Linked DNA regions of Mus musculus: region 1 is linked to region 2. The links are chromatin contacts, called in public Hi-C maps. All regions are on one chromosome and are shown on one strand. Each heading gives the region's core, a stretch centred on a gene start, on an enhancer-like site or on the middle of the called end of the contact. The rest is flanking DNA. Distances are from core to core; before and after follow the strand shown.

Evidence for each region. A called contact is a pair of places that touch in the nucleus more often than the background predicts.
Region 1: a Hi-C map of olfactory sensory neurons shows a contact between it and region 2, with 1.7 times the contacts expected there. The contact joins the enhancer-like site here to the promoter of Thoc2 in region 2. A contact is called at or near these places in 2 of 39 promoter capture datasets (3T3-L1-derived adipocytes and embryonic stem cells), 2 of 484 Hi-C or Micro-C datasets (adipose-derived mesenchymal stem cells and olfactory sensory neurons), 3 of 115 datasets of contacts at active chromatin or transcription factors (the SCID.adh cell line, embryonic fibroblasts and embryonic stem cells) and 3 of 9 other capture datasets (adipose tissue, liver and pancreatic islet).

The regions. Positions count from the first base shown.
Region 1 is chrX:41,947,220-41,949,919 of GRCm38.p6, reverse strand. No RefSeq gene overlaps it. Among named protein-coding and RNA genes, the nearest start is that of Thoc2, 37 kb to the right of the region's middle. Within about 2 kb of position 1,434, at least 3 of the 459 cell types and tissues checked have an H3K27ac peak or open chromatin away from gene starts, as enhancers often do. A contact at or near this core is called in olfactory sensory neurons, where this site is marked.
Region 2 is chrX:41,910,391-41,913,157 of GRCm38.p6, reverse strand. Thoc2 (THO complex 2) reads left to right here and starts at 1,257. Exons shown (of 39, transcript NM_001033422.1): 1 at 1,257-1,357. The coding sequence starts at 1,287.

The sequences.
Region 1 (2,700 bases), core at 185-2,684, 37 kb before region 2:
ATAAGCAGGGACATTTTCAATAAAATAAGTGCTTTTCGGGCTGGAGAGATGGCTCAGTGGGTAAGAGCACCCGAATGCTCTTCCGAAGGTCCGGAGTTCAAATCCCAGCAACCACATGGTGGCTCACAACCATCCATAAGGAGATCTGACCCCCTCTTCTGGAGTGTCTGAAGACAGCTACAGTGTACTCACATATAATAAATAAATAAATCTTTAAAAAAAAAAAAAAAGTGCTTTTCGGGTCAGTGGCCAAGGTTTTCAGGAGACGTCTCCTGCTCAGTTCTAATCTGTATTCTGAATTATACATTCGAGCCTTTCAATTTGTCCTCTTTTCGGTGTAAGCTTTCCAGGGTTATCAGAGTTGGCTATAACTGCATCGCTGCATCCACAGCTTTTCATTTCCTGTGGAAGAACTTTCCGCTGATACCTGTTTACAGATTGGACATTATTATAAGTAGGCACAGCGAAAGCAAACCTTTCCCTATCCTGTTCCTGCAAGGGAATAGTAAAAACGCAACCTTTTAAATCAATTACTACCATAGGCCATGACTTAGGTCATAAAAAGGTAAAGGAATTCCAAAGTGTAACGGACCCATTGGTTCAATTACTCTAGTAATTCACCACTCTTAAATCTGTTAACATTCTCCATTAATTTATCTCCAACATGGAAAACTTTTTTGAGGAAATATTAATATAAACTGTCACAAGTGTGCTGTTCTCTGTTCATTAAGGTCTCCATGCAATGGTTTCTTCATAGAGCTGCCTGCCTTGACTGCCATCTCTAACACAACAAGCTCTGTCATTCTCCCATCCTTATCCTCCACTCTGATTTCATGACATTCTGTGTCCATTTGTCTGCCTCATCCCATGAGGCTGTGGATCTAAGATATACATTGACCTAGATGATTGTGATCTCAGTTGCTGAGTACCTCAGTTGTCTAACCATTTCCTGCATTTAAGCTGGTGATTCTCAAAACAAGGTCTCCAGGCAAGCAGCATCAGCATCATCTGGGAACTTGTTAGAAATGCAAATTATCTAAGCCCCACCCAGAACTCCTAAGCCTTCAGAAGCCTTGGGAATTTGGCCCAGCAGAGACTGTTTTAACAAGCCCTCCAGGCGATTGTGACACCCTAGCTTTCTTTTTCTAGTCAACACTTCCCCAGCTTTCTTCTCGGTATCTTTTCCAAGAGGAAATATGGTAGCTGTCTCACCTACTCTATCCTCCACCATGCCCCGTTCTATTCTAAGATTTATTTTTATGTCTGTGGATGTGTGTGAACTCGTGTGTGAATGCCTGAAGCCAGAAGAGAGCACCATATCCTCTGGAGCTGGAATTACAGGTGGTTTTGGGCACTGGGTACCAGATACACCACGTCCTGTCCAAGAAGCAGTACACATGACTAGCTGCTGAGCCATCTCTCCAGCCCTGAGGCCTCACTTTTATATGGGTGATTTAGCTGCTGTTCCATTCCCAAGAAACCAATAACAAAGACCAACACTGAACTCTTGTTGTCGTCGTTATTGGTTTGTTTTGTTTGTTTGTTTGTTTGTTTGAGACAGGGTTTCTCTGTGTATCCCTGGCTGTTCTGGAACTCACACTTGCTCTGTAGACCAGGCTGGCCTTGATCACAGAGATCCACCTGTCTCTGCCTCCTGAGTGCTGGGATCAAAGACATGCGCCATCGCCGCCGCCGCCACCGCCACCGCCACCACCACCACCACCACCACCACCACCACCACCACCACCACCACCACCACCACCCTGCTCTGAACTCTTGATAAAGTACCAATGACTGAGAAGACACCAACCTAACTGCCTGTGAAAGTGAATTGCTTTGTGCCCTTCTGTCTTGAGAGCCGGGGACAGTGAGTTGTCCTAAATGTTGAAAGTTAGGAATTGCTTTGCTGTCTTTGTCCAACCCTACAGCTTCCTCCTTTCCTTTGTGAGTTTCACTTATCACTAAATCCTTTGCACTGCTTATGCAGTTTTAATTTCTCCTTCCTAAAGCATGCAGTCTGCAAGGGGCTCTTTGCTAATGAGCAATGGGATTCTCATAATGGGGCATGCACTGATGGTGATTACTCGAATTATCACCCACGGTGGTTTGAAATCGAATGCAATTTTAGGTAAAGCTTTGCAAATTCAAGTGGCCAGACCACCTAATCCCTATGATGATGACGACGATTGCAAAGGATGCCGTTATGGTCAACTCTTTCTGATAATCCTGGAGAGCTTCCACAGGAAAGAGGACAAATTGGAAGGCTTGGGTGTATAACTCAGAATATAGCAGAAAATCAGAGTGCATCCATGCCAGCATCGAAGTAGTCTTGAGAGCCACAGAAGAGATATGCCTGCAGATCATGCTCAGGGACCGATTATAAATGTTACAGAGGCGCTGCATCAATTAAAGGAACAGATTTGCCAGAACTCTTAGGCCAAGTTAAAGGTACACCTGGGGAAAGAATAAGACCCTAACGTGTTGGCTGGAAATATTTGGCATAAACAGATGAGGCTGAGAAAAAATTAATCCCTACAGTCCCATGAACCTTTCTTGCAAATTTAAGTAGTCTTTTATCCCTTCTAAAGGTACTAATCGACCTCTTTAATGAGTTCCACTGGAGCATTTTTAAAAGAAATGCTGATTCTTCTCAGAGCCAACCCTCACTCCTCAGTGCCCCTACTCTCATAGGAATTGTTA
Region 2 (2,767 bases), core at 8-2,507:
ATCTGGAAGAATTACTATCTTCTAAGAGCTTGGCAACTTTGAAAAGTACAGGGTAGTAATTTTGTAGATTCTCTCTCAATAATGGTTATGACTGCTGCCCTACAATATTGAATTAATATATAAAATTTGGGTATTAACAATTTTTAAAATTTGAGTAGTGTTTCTTCTAGCACTTCACAGGCATTTCACGGGCAGTCCCATGGTGTCCGTCTTTTCACTTGCTTGTCTACCTTGCATTAATTACATTCAGGCCAATGGGAAGTTGCTATGTTCCTGCCTCAGGTTCCCAAGTGTTGGAATTATATCTGTGGAACCCTGTGCCTGGTTCACTTGCTCTGTTTCTGAGATAATTTAGCTTTTTCCCCCCAGTAGTGAAGTACCAAAGCAGAGCCTGGTTCAAGGTAAGCAAGTGCTCTAGACCACAGCTACAGGGTTTTTTTTTTTTTTTTTTTTGTTTTTTTGTTTTTTTGTTTTTGGTTTTGGTTTTTCGAGACAGGGTTTCTCTGTGTAGCCCTGGCTGTCCTGGAACTCAAGCTGTAGACCAAGCTGGCCCGGAACTCAGAAATCTGCCTGCCTCTGCCTCCCCAGTGCTGGGATTAAAGGCGTGAGCCACCACTGAAGGTATAGCTCTAACCCTGGTGGAATTTATTTTCACCAACACAGGGAGATATCTTCCATATTTTCCTACAGTAACGTTTTCTCTTTGTAATAAGAAATATTTTTTGTAGAGAGATTATAACACCTTAAACATCGTTTCTCGGCATAGTAATACTCCCTAGTTTGACAGCTCAAGTAAGGAGTTAGGATTTGGCGGAGCATGCGGTTCCCAGCTTTTGTCCATTATGTGTGCCCTGTCCGTATTAATTTTCTATTTAGTCGTTAGTTGAGATATTTCTTATCTCATGTTCCTTTTTTTCCAGAAGCTCATGTCATGGCTTACAGTTCCAGCATCCACCAATGCCTAACAGACCGAGTGATTGAAAAATTACGAGTTTGAATTAGTGGCTTGGGGTAGAGATTACGGGAGATCATAAAGGCCACAGCGGCCTGGCGTTTTTGTTTTTTGTTTAATGTGTATATGTTCTAAAGGGAAGTAGGGGTGAGAGCTGTGGCACCCGCCACCTCTTTGTCGGCCTGGCCCAGGACTTCCGTTTGGTGGGGAAGTAGGTGGGGCGGGAAATCTAAACCCGAGTTCGCAGCTTCCGTCACTCCCCGTGGGCGGCGCTCCCCTTTGACCCCGCGCTCGGGAGCTACACATCCGGGCCACTGTTACTAGCGAGGGGAAGATGGCGGCCGCGGCTGTGGTGGTTCCCGCAGAGTGGATAAAGAACTGGGAGAAATCAGGGAGAGGCGAATTGTGAGTGTTTCTGACCGAGGGAAGGCGCCGGGCCGCCCTGAGGTCGGGGCGCTGGGCGCAGTCGGAAGTGGGGTACAGGGGCCGGGGGGCAGCGGCGCCCCCTCCCCCACCCGCACCCGGGCGGCGGATGAGGATGGTTGGTTGGTCCGGAGTTTCCACTTGGCTGAGGAGCGGAGCCGGGAGCCGCCACTATCGCCGCCGCCGCCGCTGAGCGTCTTGCCTTCCCTCCGACCTCCCCGAAAGCCCCGTGGTCCCCGGGAGCCCCGCTTCCTTTAGGTCTCTCCGCAGAACTTCCGTCTCGTCCCCTCAGGTCCCCCTGGGCTCCTGCCCTGTCGCTTTTTTGTCTGTCTGGCTCATCGTCTTAACTCAGCTCGCTGGGCTCGGCTCCTTTTCTCTCCGTGGCTTCGCAGCCGGAGCTGTGTGGGTCCGCCACTTGCCATGTCTCTCACTGTCCCGTTTTATCTTCTTATTTTTATTTGTCCCCCCCCCCCCCGGGATCTAAGACGACTCCCGCACTTTGGTTCCCGGCCTCTCCTGTGCCCGAAGTCTTAGGAGGGCGAACTGTCCCGAACTCTCTGCTCCTCGCCGCTGGTGGCAGAGGAGCCCGGGGCGTCGGGGACAGCCAGGCATGGCACCTCTGCTTTCTCAGGGAGCGGCAGCTTGCGCTGCCCTGGCCCTGCGGTACTCGGGAAAGTGTGGCAGGGATTGCCGCTTCTTTTTGCCAAGTCCCTGCCGGCGTGTCACCTCGCCGTGGTTTCGGGATGGGATTCAACTTTTCCTGGTAGAAGGTTTAGGGAACTCCATTTTGGCCTGGGACTGCAGCGAGTGCTCGCCCTCCTCGAGGCTTTTCTAGTACTTTAGGATGATCTCTGTGTCCTTTAAGTCATAAACTTACTTTGTACCGTCACCGGTAATTTCCTACAGTAGCGGCTTTCGCGCCTCCCAGTAGCCACCCCACCCCCGACTCCCCGTTTAAGTTGACAGAATTAATCACTGATTAAAAAAAAAAAAGTTGTAATTTCTTCTTCTGAGTCGCTCTGGAAGCTTAGCAGTCAATCCTATGTGAGATTAACTCTCTTTAGCTGCTTGAGTTGTCTCCCTCCACACTCCCACACTCATCCAGTATCAGGTTCCCAGTTGCTCACGGGAAGATAGGAATCTTTAAAACTTTGTTACTTCAAAGAAACCCGGTACACCAAGCTCTTGTGACTTGACTTACTCCCACATCCCTTTGCTGTTCTGTGAAACGTTAACAGCGTGAGTCCTAGAATTGGATTGTCTGAGTAAGTGGCTAGCTTAGCCCACTTAACCAGCTGAGTGACCTTGGATAAATTCGTAACCATTTGGGGCCGTTTCCCCTTGAGTAAATTGGGAATAAGAAGCGTTCTACTCGAAGGATTGTTGAGAAGA